Linked DNA regions of Mus musculus: regions 1, 3 and 4 are each linked to region 2. The links are chromatin contacts, called in public Hi-C and HiChIP or PLAC-seq maps. All regions are on one chromosome and are shown on one strand. The core of a region is the stretch at or near the end of the contact, and the rest is flanking DNA. Distances in the headings are between cores, read along the strand shown. Region 1 has its middle 78 kb from the start of Gm32797. Region 2 overlaps Tmem108 (transmembrane protein 108). Region 3 has its middle 33 kb from the start of Gm32797. Region 4 overlaps Gm29154 (predicted gene 29154).

Region 1 (3,042 bases), core at 510-3,009, 370 kb after region 2:
CCGTCAGGTGTGTATATTATCCAAGCTGCTCTGACTGGCACACATTTTCCTTTTAGACAAACCACATGTCAAGCAAACAGAAGCAGTGTCTCTGAGTGGGAAATCAGAACCATGGATAGCATTTGAGTGCCTTTTGGCACAAAGCAGATGCCTGAGGCCTGAGACATTCTGAGAGGTATCTCTCTACCAAGTTGCTCTGTTGGGGCAGCTGCTGAAGCAATTTGAGGGATAGTTTGTTTCTTTGGAATTAGCCTGTGAATAGAAGTGGGGGGCAGAGGGAAAGGTTGACTGTAAGGTTGGCTTGGCAAAGCCTTGTACCATCCATTGAGGAGCTCTGGTACACCCTCTAGCCACCAGGATTGCCTCATGTCAGGCTGAGGTCACCAGGACTTTTTGCTCCTGCTCCCGTCTCACTCTGCCACTGGATCTGAGATATGGCTGGAAAGGTAGGACCTCAAAGGAATAGAGTGACATGACACCGTGGCATTTGTCACACTCAGCGAGCACAAGTCTATCCTGGAAGCAGCAGAGCCCAGAGCCACGCAACCACGCACCTCTCTCCATTTCCACTTAAGTCTTTGTAGTCTGCCAGGGTTTAGTTTATTGGCATGGCGCTTCTTCCATGTGCCCTGACAGCACCTGTCTGGCACTCTCCTTTTATGATGTTCTTTGTCTATTCACACCACCTTGCTCCAAAGGACAAGGTACAACACAAACAATTGTCTAAAACTTCCTATCATTATATGCTGATAAACTCGTTATCAGGTGATGGCTGATGAATTGTCATAAGTATTTCAAGTGCTTCCTAATCTTATAGACTCACACGGTCGACTCCCCTTTGCTGTCCCTTATGACAATGGATCCAACAAGGGAAGATGGCACCACACAGTCTCTGAGATGACTTTGGTTGCAACAACCAGACATGACTGGTCTTAATGCCATTTTCCTTTTTCTCATCTCTCCTCACCTTCCTTTTTCTTCTCCCTCTCCCCTCACATATATAAGTTATACATACTTACAATTAACAAACCATTTAAGCATGAACTAGACCTTATGAAAACCCCAGTTTGGCCTGGTCGTATAACATCCTTTCAACTGAGACTATTTTTAGGCTGGACACTGTCATCATCCTTCAGATTTAACTAAACCAGAACAAATAATACAGATGAACAGTGCTTCTAATAGCAAGACCAAAGAACCCTGAGCAAGATGCACATGAGTTACAGTGGCAACATTTGCATTTCAAGTAACGCAGTCGATGATGTCACTGTCAATTTGATAAATCCGATTATCTTACTCTTTGCTATAAAAATCTGCCATAAAAACCCAAGTTACAGTTGACATGTTATTACTTGGTGCGGCCATTGTAGGAGCCTTAGGCGTGATTCACAACTCGTGTTATTCATGGATCACACCGGGGAAGGCGAGACTTGAGAGCTTGCATCTCAGTTACTTTCGGTAATCAAATTACTGGCTTTACCACATATATGTATGCACGCCCTAAAAAAAATAGGCCATTTGAAGGGAATATCAACTTAACTGAAATCTATCTTAATTTCACCCTATGTAAGGTAATGTCTAAGAAATATTTCAGCAATTGTTATTATTAGCCTGCCATAATGCATGAATATTTATGCAACACTCACTCTGCTTCTGGCTCCCTTCCTTGGCTGCCTTTCCAAGCCTTGAGCCCCCTATTGCCTTCAATTTCTCCTGCAATTCTCTCCCTTATGATAAACCCATTATACCTTGGAGCAAACATTCTCTTCTTGGAAATTGCTTCTTTCCAGTTGGCAACCCGAAATGTAAGCATCATAGAACAGATGAATAGCAACATGGCACCATCAGCCAACGCTTTACCAATTAATCAGGTTTGGGGGCCTATAAAACAGTAAAACACGCATGTTTAATTCTTAACTTCCATATTACTTCACAAAGACCCCATCAAAGCCTATAGGCGTCCCATTTGTGTGATAGGGCTGAGGGTTTGGGTTTGTGCACAAAGGTTTTATTTCCTTGAATATGTTCATTTCTGGGAATTCAGAGAGCTGATGCAAAGTGTTTGGCCCACTCCAATTAAGCTGCCTGGACAGCCAGAGCTCAGTTTCAGCTGTGTAAAATTTGGGCCCCATTCAGTTGGCTTACACTGCAGAATAATAGAAAAAAATTCGTCTGGGCATTCGTAGCTGCCTTTCGCCACCTGCCATTTCAGGCAATCAGGCGCTGAGGCTGCTGTCCTAAATGTAGTTCCCTGCACTGATGTATTTCTTGTGGAATGTAGAATTACAAACGTTTTCTTCTTTTTTCTTTTCTTTTTCTAGCTAGCCTGGGTGATGTTTTCTTCTTCAAAAATGCCCCTGTGAGCACTCAAGCTATTCAGGACAACCAATCAACCTTTATTGCCTTGAGAAATCTTCCAAGGTTGAAGGGTCTGAATGAAACCATGACATATTGTGTGCACGCGCACTAATGTGTACTTGTATGTGTGTGTTATGTATGTATGTGTACATACTTGTATGTGTTGTGGGTGGGTGCATGTGTGTGATGTTTGTAAGTGGTATGTGTATGTGTGCATGTTTGTATGTGTGTGCGTGTGTGCGTGCATGTGTGTGCTTGGTGTGTGCAGGTGCGAGTGTATGAACGCATATTGTGGTGTGTGTGTTTACATATGTAAATGCATGTGCATTAGTGTGTGTATGAGGGGGTGTGTATTCTGTCTATGGAATCTTTATCTTGTGTTATTTTGTTGGAGCTACACAGAAAGAAGACATTATGGAAGCAACAATCAGAAGTCTGTCCAAGGCTCCATAGATGACTGGGAAAGAAAGCAGCTCTTAGTATTTTCTAAATTCTTAGACCCTTAAGTAGTCCCTATGATTCATTTCTTATAAATTTCACCCTAGCAAGGATAACATGACACCAGTTTAGTTGTTATATTTTTCTCTTACCTCCCAAATCAAGTCAACTTCATGCCATGTTAAGAATTTGTCACTAATACGCAACAGTGGCAAGTCTCTGTCCCGTCAACTCCGTTACTCCTGG
Region 2 (2,937 bases), core at 418-2,917:
ACAGTCTCTTGGGATCCCTCTACAGCTCAAGGCTTCCACCAACCCAGCAGAAACACGCAGACGTTGTTCCACCTCCTTTATCTCCCATCTCCTTCTGTGTCTCAGGGCCTGCATGGCTGCGTAGGGCTTGCCTCGCTCACTCCAGCTCTCCCTGGGTGGTATTTTATAGTACAGCTGCCTGGCATGCCTGATTCCATCTTGGCATCTGCCCTTTGAAGGACCTGAACTCACACAGCAGACGTCTCTCTCATCCCAGAGAAGAGGAAGCGGAGGACCGCTGGCGAAGTTCACAGTCAAGGGCGGCCAGGGCTGGGTTGTGGGCAGGCGTGTTTGATTCCACAAGCTGGTTTTAGCACTTCAGGGCACTCCATAAAGGATTAAACTGACAGAAGACAGGGACTGGGTAGTTTTCAGCTCTTATGTCCTGGTTATAAGGCCACAACTAAGAGGGTTTAGTGCCCAGCTCCTCACCTTAGCATGTGGGGGTTAGAAGTCTAGCAGGGGGATACTACCTTACAGTCCAGAGATAGCTATAGTTTAGCTTGAGTGGGTCATGGCCAGAGTGACAATTTAAGGAGAGTCCTGCCTTCTCCCCACCACCTCCTCCCATTGGTCCATAATTCCAAAGAGACTACCCACCTAACTACACTTCCTTTTGCGACAATCTTTTTCTGCTTCATAGTAAGAACCAGTCTAACCCAGGTTTTCTTTCTTTTTTTTTTCCTGAATAATCACATCATTTATTTCTTTTTCTTTTTTTAAAATTACGTATTTTCCTCATTTACATTTCCAATGCTATCCCAAAAGTCCCCCATACCCTCCCACCCACCCACCCCCACTTTTTGGCCCTGGCGTTCCCCTGTACTGGGGCATATAAAGTTTGCAAGTCCAATGGGCCTCTCTTTCCAGTGATGGCCGACTAGGCCATCTTTTGATACATATGCAGCTAGAGTCAAGAGCTCCGGGGTACTGGTTAGTTCATAATGTTGTTCCACCTATAGGGTTGCAGATCCCTTTAGCTCCTTGGATACTTTCTCTAGCTCCTCCATTGGGGGCCCTGTGATCCATCCAATAGCTGACTGTGAGCATCCACTTCTGTGTTTGCTAGGCCCCGGCATAGTCTCACAAGAGACAGCTATATCTGGGTCCTTTCAGCAAAATCTTGCTAGTGTATGCAATTAACCCAGGTTTTCTTATGTGGTAATTAAAAAGCCATGTAAGTCCTACACACACACACACACATACACACACTCTGCATATACAGGCACATGTTTATGCTTGTATTCATGGTTAACATTCACTGGACAATGAGCAGAGCTAAGAATTATGGGTCCTAAAACACCCCTTGGAATATTGAATTAATGGTCCAGAGCCTGGAGAAAACCTTGCTCTGGGGCGAGTATCAAGGCCAGGGAGTGGCTCTCCTCTGTCCTATCAGGCTGAACTTGCACTGGTGATGCAGCACATCTGTCTCTGCTCTGGTTTCCTTATCTAACCCTCCCTAAAGCTCCATCTTCTCCCAGATGAGGCTGGGAGAAAACACCCCACAGTGTGAGACAGGCCAAGGGAGCTCAGCAGAGCCTCCACATGGTTCTGTGAAAACCCAGAGCACACACTGGTGAGTAATGACCACTGGCAGGCCCGAGGCTTAAGAGGAGGCAGCAGGACCTGTGCATCCTGATGGTGGCAGCAGAGACCAGCGCAGCAGCCACATGGCTCCTGGCCCTCGCTCCTAGTGGCCTGGAGCCAGTCAATTTTAGTTCTCTTCTGAAGCAGAGTTGGCAGCAAGTATCTGGCAGGGCTCAGGAGACTAACCACTCCTCAGCCCTTGTACACTGATGCCCTTCCAGCTATTGGGAGGGTTTGTGACGTGGAAGGCAGGTGAGCTGCTGACCCTCCATTGCTGTGCAGGCTTTGAGTTCAATATACTCCTCTCTCCCTCATTAGAACCAGGGGAATCATGAGCTGGAGAAAGCATAGCACGGGGCAAGCCTCTGCTGCTCTCTGAAACCTGGCTTCTCTCCCAGCCCCTTCGCCAGCGGTGATAAATTCTACACCTGCACTTTGGTACCAGTCTGTCTGCCTGGCAGAGGATGGAGAGTCTGCTGTAAGGTCTGCAGAGGTGCTCTGGGGTACACAGACAGCAGGGAAGGTTGAAACATGAGCCTTCGGACCTGGGAGAGCCCAGCTGGTCTGGTCATTAGATGGAGCAGGACTATGGAAACAGTCCAAACAACACCTAGGGTCCCGAGACCAGACTGATCTAAATACTGATTTAAGTATTTCCTGTATATTTAAGTATAATGGCCAAGGATGACCCATAGGGGCTATGTCTGTGACCAAGGACACAGATTTGATGTGGGGGTAGTCAGGACCCAGGTAGAAACATAAAGGAAGTGGACTCTGTTGTCCCCTTGGGCTATAAAAGGCCAGTGTGGACACAATTAGATCTTTAGAGAGAGTGTACTACCCCTGCCCCCCAGCACCTGAAGGCTCCTCTTACAGCTTCGACTTGTCCTTGGGGAGTAGTTCTAGGCTGTGTCTGCCCTGCCTTGACTGACGTCAGTTTTCTAACTCAACGGTGCGGGTGATGACCAGAGTCTCCTGACACCTCGGTACTGTGTGTCTATTTATGTGTTTATTTTCTTTAGCAAGTGTAGGAACAGAATGATAAGACAATCCTGGGATCCCAACTATAATCGAGGGCGTCCCAACTATAATCGAGGGCGACACGCATGGGAGATTAGAAAGCAGCTACTTCTCACGTGTGACTGTTAATAATTTGCTTACTAATACGTGCTAAGTTTTTTCAATCTCCTTCCTATTTCAGAAGCAGGGATCACAGCCTATGGTCCACTATGCACAGCTGAGATGGATGTACCTAGGAGAGGCACAGCCCCAGGGGGTTTGTCTCTGGATTGCTCCTTGATGTTGCGG
Region 3 (3,100 bases), core at 32-2,531, 420 kb after region 2:
AATTCCAAGGCACAGAGATGGTTAAACAAGCAAACGAATGAAAGCTCAGCATACTCTCCAGTAAGGATGCTGACTTCTCTGAAAGACACATGATTGGCAAGGGCTTACAAAAATGCAGCCTGCTGGTAAGACTCGGGAGCCAGGAACTGGGGGAAATGGCTTCACCAGCGTAAAGCATTCTCTTCCTAAGAATGTGCTCCAGAGAGAGTGCATGCCCTACTGATGCTGTACATTTATAAGCCCGCTCCCTGGGGAAAGAGGCTCTGTAGGGTTCTGGAAAGGAGATGTGGAGGGTTTCACACCATTTCTGTCACTTGTTTGGCACATCCAGGGGTCTAGTCATTATAGAGAATATTTTCTCCAGTCATATATAAAAATGGAGATATCAACCCACAGGTACCATGTGCTCCCAATTTATTTTAGATAGTAGAATCATTTAACCAGCATTCATTTATTTAGCACCTACTGTGTGCCAGTATTGTCTATTGGGTGCCAGTATCAAATTCTGGGAATGATAGTGAGAATAATAGACAGGAATGATAGTGAGAATAATAGACATCACTTTGTCTTCATGGGATGCTGTGGAGTGCTGTCATCTGAGTATGACAACGCAACCATCTTTACCATTGTGGCTGTTATCATAGGCCCTCAAAATCATGAAGATTATTACTTCATGAAAGGAGATAGGCAGAATCGCCCAGTAGGTCGAGACACTTGCCACAGAGCTCAACAATCTGAGTCCAATCCCATGATCCACACGGTGGATAGAGAGAGCCAACTTCCAAGAGTTGCCCTCTGACCTCCCCCAGGAAAAGGTATCCAACATGAAGCTTAATTTTTAAATGAGAGATTGCCATTACTACGTTCAATTTTTGAAGTCATCTCTATTTGTCTGTCTGTCCATGACATTTATAACTCTTCTAGTGACCTTAAAAAAAAAAAAAGATCTATTTTATGTATGTGAGTACACTGTCAATCTCTTCAGACACACCAGAAGAGGGCATCAATCCCATTACAAATGGTTGATCCCATACCATGTGGTTGCTGGAAATTGAACTCAGGACCTCTGGAAGAGCAGTCAGTGCTCTTAACCGCTGAGCCATCACAATCCATCTCAGTGTCCCCTAGAAATCCAGATCTGAGGCCTAGTAATACCCAAACATTTTCCTTAATGGCTCTGAGAGTGCTGGCGTTTATTTTTGACAGGGCAGGAGAACTAGTCTCTGCTGCTGCTATTCACTTCTGCCACTTCATTGCAAGAATAGCAATAGATGATATGCAAATGAGGGAATTTGGATGGGTTCCAGTAAAACTTTATTTGTGAAGACAGGCAGGCTAGCTGCATTTGGCCCAGAGAAATGACTGGGCAAACTTCTTCTACCACAGTAGACTAGGGAGGCAGAAGGTTCCACACTATGGGAGACCCTGCAATGGAATCCACAAGAAACCAAAGTTTGACAGCAACATACTGGGAAGAAGATAGAGCCAGATTCTAGCTTAGGATCCTTCTAAGAGAGATCTGCTAGGGGGGGTGGGGTTCTGCATCTCTATGGGAGGAGCTGCTGAATGTTGTCAATCAAGAGATGGGATAAGTGAGAAGAATTAAAAAGAATACAGCATTACTTTCTACTCCCATCTTGCCACTCAAGGACAAGCGTTTCAATGACTGGAGTTTCAAAGAAAATGACATTATTATCATTTCGGGGCTTTTAAAGCCCACAGCATTCTTAAAAGATCAAAAACTATTTCACATTTAATTTTCCACTATTAGTTCAGTTTTAGTCAATTTTATCTAGTTCTAAATTGTCTATTACAATATTTTATTTCTATCAATTTTATCTTCAAATAATTCATAAAAGAATAATTTTTGCTTAATGACTATTCTATAGATTAATATTTTCATTTCACTTTAGAAGTAGGTTTATATGTGTTTGCATTTGAAATGTATTAAATATTAAATTTCCATTTTTGCTCAAATGAATTATCAAAGTTGCTATAACTCATTTGATGCTTACAGCAACCCTAAGAGGTGGGCATTAGTATCTTCTTTAATTACAAGTTGTACTGGAAACCCAGAGAGGTTAAGGAACTTGACCAAAGTCACACAGCAGTAGCTGGTAGGAGCTGAGACTAAAGGCTAGGCTTTTTGCCTTCCATCCCTGCTTTTTAACCACCACGCTATGCTGATCCTTTCTGAAAAATAAACAGTGGTGTTAGAACTTGAAACAAACGCTGCCAGTGCTGTATCCACATGGTTGTTTCATTCCTCTGCTGTAATGATTACATTTGAACTGTGGGGTGAAGTTCCCAGGGGGGAAAGCCACACCCATGGTGAAGGTTCTATAAGGACTGATCAGAACCTACTCATTGTAGAGAGTTGGAATGTTGTGGATCCAGACACTCATTATCTTGGGCCATTCGCTGTTCACCTCTGTGTCTGATTTAACTTCCTCTGGACTCTCAGGTAAAAACCTTTGGAATGTATTCTTAGCAGACCCCTAGCTCCCACCCATCCAAAAGCTGTGGCTGTCAATCACACAGCATCTAAAACCCAGAGTGGGACTTCCCTTGCTTTGCTCTACCACCTGCCTGATGTCCCCACTATGGTATTTCCAGGGAGGGGGGCCACCCTCTCAGAGATGAAGGGAAGGGGGGATATGGGGAGGAACCTAAGAGGGGGGCTGGGAGGGGCAGCATTCAGGATGTAAATAAATAAATAAATAAACATGCCCTGGTTTATGACTTTCCATTGATACTCCAACTGCAGAAAGTTCATGAAACCACTTCCGTGTTGTAACACGTCCTTTGAGCCACTTGAACCTGTGTTCCCAGGCCATGGTCTGTAGCGACGATTTGGGAATTTTGGTTTTATTAAAAACACAGGAATATTATAGGACTCTGCTCTCATTGTAATCGCAGGTGTGGACTATGGGGCTGCTTCGGATTGTCCACAGCAGCTGACTATGATCTGCCTCGTGTACTAACAGGAATGTGATTTTTTTCCAGCAGCAGATAGTTTCTGCAACTGTGTGACCTTTGGAAATCTGGGGACTTTTCAGACGATATGTAAATGCTAGGTCTCCGAGTGGTTGTTGGTTGG
Region 4 (3,072 bases), core at 112-2,611, 450 kb after region 2:
TGACTACAACACATAAACAGTCCCCTGATGCTCTCCTCAGAGGACACATTAAACAAAGAGCCTTAAGGAGAAAAGCATTTATTTGGCTGAGAGCAACATAAAAGTTGTATGATATGAATCATAGCCTCTAAACGTGTAGGCCACAATGACCAGGTGAGGGTCACAGAACTGAATGTTGCCAAATGGTTGACAAAATGACCGGAAATTAATTTAAAATCCAACAGCAACCAACCCAATGTGCCTCTCTCTGTACCACTCAGCCACCGTGTGTATTTGGATGTCTCTGCAGTTTGGGTTCCAAACACACAACAGACACTGCCCAGAGCACCTTGGCTCAGACACAGGCCTACTGCAGTGTTCCACATATGACATGGGAGCCACTCGGCCAGACACATAGCCAGTGTAGATAGAACACTTGAAATGTGGCTAACATGACTGAAGAACTAAATTTTTAATTTCATTTCATTTTAATTTAATTTAGTTTCATGTTGACGTAGCTTCACAGGACGGATGGCAACTGCACTGGACAGTACAACCTAAGAAAATTAGCAGATAGATTAACAGGTGACACTGATCTTGTGTTCAGAGACGCTTTGGCGTCTCTGTGGCTTCCCAAATGGACTTTGGAACATAAGACTTAGATCTCTGTGACTTTGATGCGGCTATTTGTTGGAGACACCTGCTATTCCCAGGGGAGAGATTTCAGTCATGCCTGCTGAGAAGTCCGCCACAGTAACGAAATGGGCTGTGACATGTGAACACATCCTCGTCTTGACCCGAGAGACTCCAGAGCATGGCCATTCCGCGCAGTTGCTACAGCCTTTTACCCATCTGCAATTCTGAACCACAGAAATAACAAGGTCTCCCAGAGGGACCCCTGAGAGGAAAATAAAATGGGTGTGACAACCTGGCCCCTTAGGCAAGAGCACATTGGTTACCCTAGCAGCTCTGTGCTACGTTGTCTGTCTCTCCGCTGTAAGGGCAGAGCACCACAGCCCCCTAGTCTCTGCCTTCACAGCCTCTCCTGAATGAAAAGCGGCCCTTGGTGGAAAACACTTCAGCAATCTATGCGTGAAAGTCCCTGCAAATGAGCAAAGGATTAAGCTGTAATTATGAGCAAGGCCACGGAATTAGCTAGAGAAGGAATTGGGTTCTGTCGAATTGACTAGTCATCCAGCCTGGAGCAGTTACTCACGGCAAATGAGTAATATCCTGAGGCGCCTTGGTGGAAAAGGATGCCATAGCCATTTAGCAATGTCTTCACAAGTTCACAGATAAGATCTGTGCTTGCAGCTTCTGTGGGGCGTGTACGCCTTCCCTATGGGCTGTGACGTAAGGAAGAACTCTTAGAGGAGCGGAACACTACGAATACATCAGCTACTGAACAGCCTACGGAAGCACTGTCAGGACGGTAGGGATAGATGGGTAATAGAGAGCAGTTGCAACTGGAAATACTGTGGATGGCAGCGTGGACAGGGTGAGTGAAAAAGAAGGAAGGAGAGCGAAGGCACTACCAAGGATAACGAACTCCTCCGCAACAGCACCCATGAGACAGATGGCTCAGCAGGTAAAGGCACTGCCTCCGTGTCTGATGACCTGAGTTCCATCCTAAGGAGCAAAAACCAACTCCTAAAAGTTGTCATCTAACCTGTGTGTGTGTGCGCGCACACGCGCGGCTCAGATGTGTGTGTGTGGTGTGTGCACACATGCTGCGCATGCGTGCACACACACAAATAAATGTAGTCTTTAAAATTAAAATAAAAGACAGCAAGGAAGAGTAAGGAAGGAGAGCGTGACACAGCCACAAAGAGGATCTAACAGTTACTCACCTTGTTGCTGTGACAAAAACCCGAGGAGAAGCAACTTAATGGAAGAAAGTTTTGTTTGGGCTCATGGCTCAAGGCCCCATTTTATGGAAGTGGGAGGGCATGGTGAACTTAAAGCAGCTGGTGACATCATACCCACAGTCAAGAGGCAGGGAGGGATAAATGCTGGTATTCAACTTTTTATGCAGTAAAGGACCCATGGGCCCACGGAATGGCACTACCCCAGTTGAGAGTAATCTTCTCCTCTCAGTTAAATTAATCTAGAAAAGCACCTCACTGACCCTCCCAGAGCTCTGACTCTAAGGCGAGCCCTGGAATTCGTTAATGCTGAAGCGAATTGTCTGGGTTGAGAATCCCCACCAGAGATGCACCTCTGGGCATGTCCGAGAGAGTGCGTCCCTAAAGATACCTAAGGACAGAAGACCCACTCTGAATGTAGGAGATATAAATATACCCTATGTTATATTTATTAAGAGGGCGGGGCAGACATATGTAGTCTAGCTGCCTGAGAAACAGCTGTGTGTATGGGAATGGCTTGCCCGAAACAGTGACAACCTCTTTAGAAAAGTAGATAAGGACTAGGGTTTAAATACGGACACACACATGAAAGGGGAAAGGCAGGAAAAAACATGGGTGCTTGATCACTGGGGAGCTATTACATGAAATGGCTGGTTGTATTGATAAGGCTAATGTATGCTTCCTACACACATACAGATTCTTGAAATCTGTGTGTGTGTGTGTGTGTGTGTGTGTGTGTGTGTGTATGAGAGAGAGAGAGAGAGAGAGAGAGAGAGAGAGAGAGAGAGAGAGAGATCGCATTTGTGTGTGCGCGTATTCTATAGGTGTATTTGTAAATGAGAGAAAGACCCAAACTGTTCCATGAAAACTGTCACTGAGTGTATTACCCTACTCAGCACAGGTCCTAAACTGGACCAAGCATGACTACAGTTTTGAGACACTGGAACAGGCAGTACAGGTCCTAATCTTAAAGAGGAAGGACACACGAGGGCTTTGGCTCGTTCTCACCCAGTTCTTTGCTTGGTGGTGCTGTCTTGACCTCAGAACCAACAGATAAAGGGTGAGATGAGAGTAGTTGTTACCCTAGGGACACACAGGCCAGACTTTAGTGTGACTGTCCTGGCTAGTTTTTTACAGTAACTTGACACAGGCTGGGGTCATCTGGGAAGAGGAAACCTCAATTGAGAAGATGCCTACATCAGATTGCCTATAAGTAAGTCTGTGGGGC

The links. A called contact is a pair of places that touch in the nucleus more often than the background predicts. HiChIP or PLAC-seq counts read pairs in DNA pulled down with a chosen protein or histone mark.
Region 1: a contact with region 2 is called in a Hi-C map of cerebellar granule neurons, with 1.9 times the contacts expected there. The contact joins two enhancer-like sites. A contact is called at or near these places in 6 of 39 promoter capture datasets (cranial neural crest, embryonic stem cells, hippocampal neurons and 3 more), 2 of 15 datasets of contacts at CTCF or cohesin (embryonic stem cells and pro-B cells), 11 of 484 Hi-C or Micro-C datasets (brain, cerebellar granule neurons, cerebellum and 6 more), 2 of 115 datasets of contacts at active chromatin or transcription factors (astrocytes and kidney) and 1 of 9 other capture datasets (embryonic stem cells).
Region 3: an H3K27ac HiChIP or PLAC-seq map of heart atrium shows a contact between it and region 2, with 10 times the contacts expected there. The contact joins two enhancer-like sites. A contact is called at or near these places in 6 of 39 promoter capture datasets (cranial neural crest, hippocampal neurons, liver and 3 more), 1 of 15 datasets of contacts at CTCF or cohesin (large pre-B cells), 2 of 484 Hi-C or Micro-C datasets (embryonic stem cells and uterus), 4 of 115 datasets of contacts at active chromatin or transcription factors (astrocytes, embryonic stem cells, heart atrium and 1 more) and 1 of 9 other capture datasets (embryonic stem cells).
Region 4: a contact with region 2 is called in a Hi-C map of the N1E-115 cell line, with 3 times the contacts expected there. The contact joins two enhancer-like sites. A contact is called at or near these places in 6 of 39 promoter capture datasets (cranial neural crest, hippocampal neurons, liver and 2 more), 2 of 15 datasets of contacts at CTCF or cohesin (embryonic stem cells and large pre-B cells), 2 of 484 Hi-C or Micro-C datasets (the N1E-115 cell line and embryonic stem cells), 3 of 115 datasets of contacts at active chromatin or transcription factors (embryonic basal ganglia, kidney and large pre-B cells) and 1 of 9 other capture datasets (embryonic stem cells).

The regions. Positions count from the first base shown.
Region 1 is chr9:103,865,857-103,868,898 of GRCm38.p6, forward strand. No RefSeq gene overlaps it. Among named protein-coding and RNA genes, the nearest start is that of Gm32797, 78 kb to the right of the region's middle. Within about 2 kb of position 1,760, at least 9 of the 459 cell types and tissues checked have an H3K27ac peak or open chromatin away from gene starts, as enhancers often do. A contact at or near this core is called in cerebellar granule neurons, cerebellum and cortical neurons, where this site is marked.
Region 2 is chr9:103,492,859-103,495,795 of GRCm38.p6, forward strand. All of the region lies in intron 4 of Tmem108 (transmembrane protein 108), which reads right to left. It overlaps Gm16252 (a long non-coding RNA gene), which reads left to right. Exons shown (of 7, transcript XR_003948081.1): 4 at 1-2,937. Among named protein-coding and RNA genes, the nearest start is that of Bfsp2, 14 kb to the left of the region's middle. Within about 2 kb of position 1,668, at least 46 of the 459 cell types and tissues checked have an H3K27ac peak or open chromatin away from gene starts, as enhancers often do. A contact at or near this core is called in the N1E-115 cell line, cerebellar granule neurons, cerebellum and 2 more, where this site is marked.
Region 3 is chr9:103,910,285-103,913,384 of GRCm38.p6, forward strand. No RefSeq gene overlaps it. Among named protein-coding and RNA genes, the nearest start is that of Gm32797, 33 kb to the right of the region's middle. Within about 2 kb of position 1,282, at least 4 of the 459 cell types and tissues checked have an H3K27ac peak or open chromatin away from gene starts, as enhancers often do. A contact at or near this core is called in heart atrium, where this site is marked.
Region 4 is chr9:103,940,375-103,943,446 of GRCm38.p6, forward strand. All of the region lies in intron 3 of Gm29154 (predicted gene 29154), which reads right to left. Among named protein-coding and RNA genes, the nearest start is that of Gm32797, 3.0 kb to the right of the region's middle. Within about 2 kb of position 1,362, at least 11 of the 459 cell types and tissues checked have an H3K27ac peak or open chromatin away from gene starts, as enhancers often do. A contact at or near this core is called in the N1E-115 cell line, where this site is marked.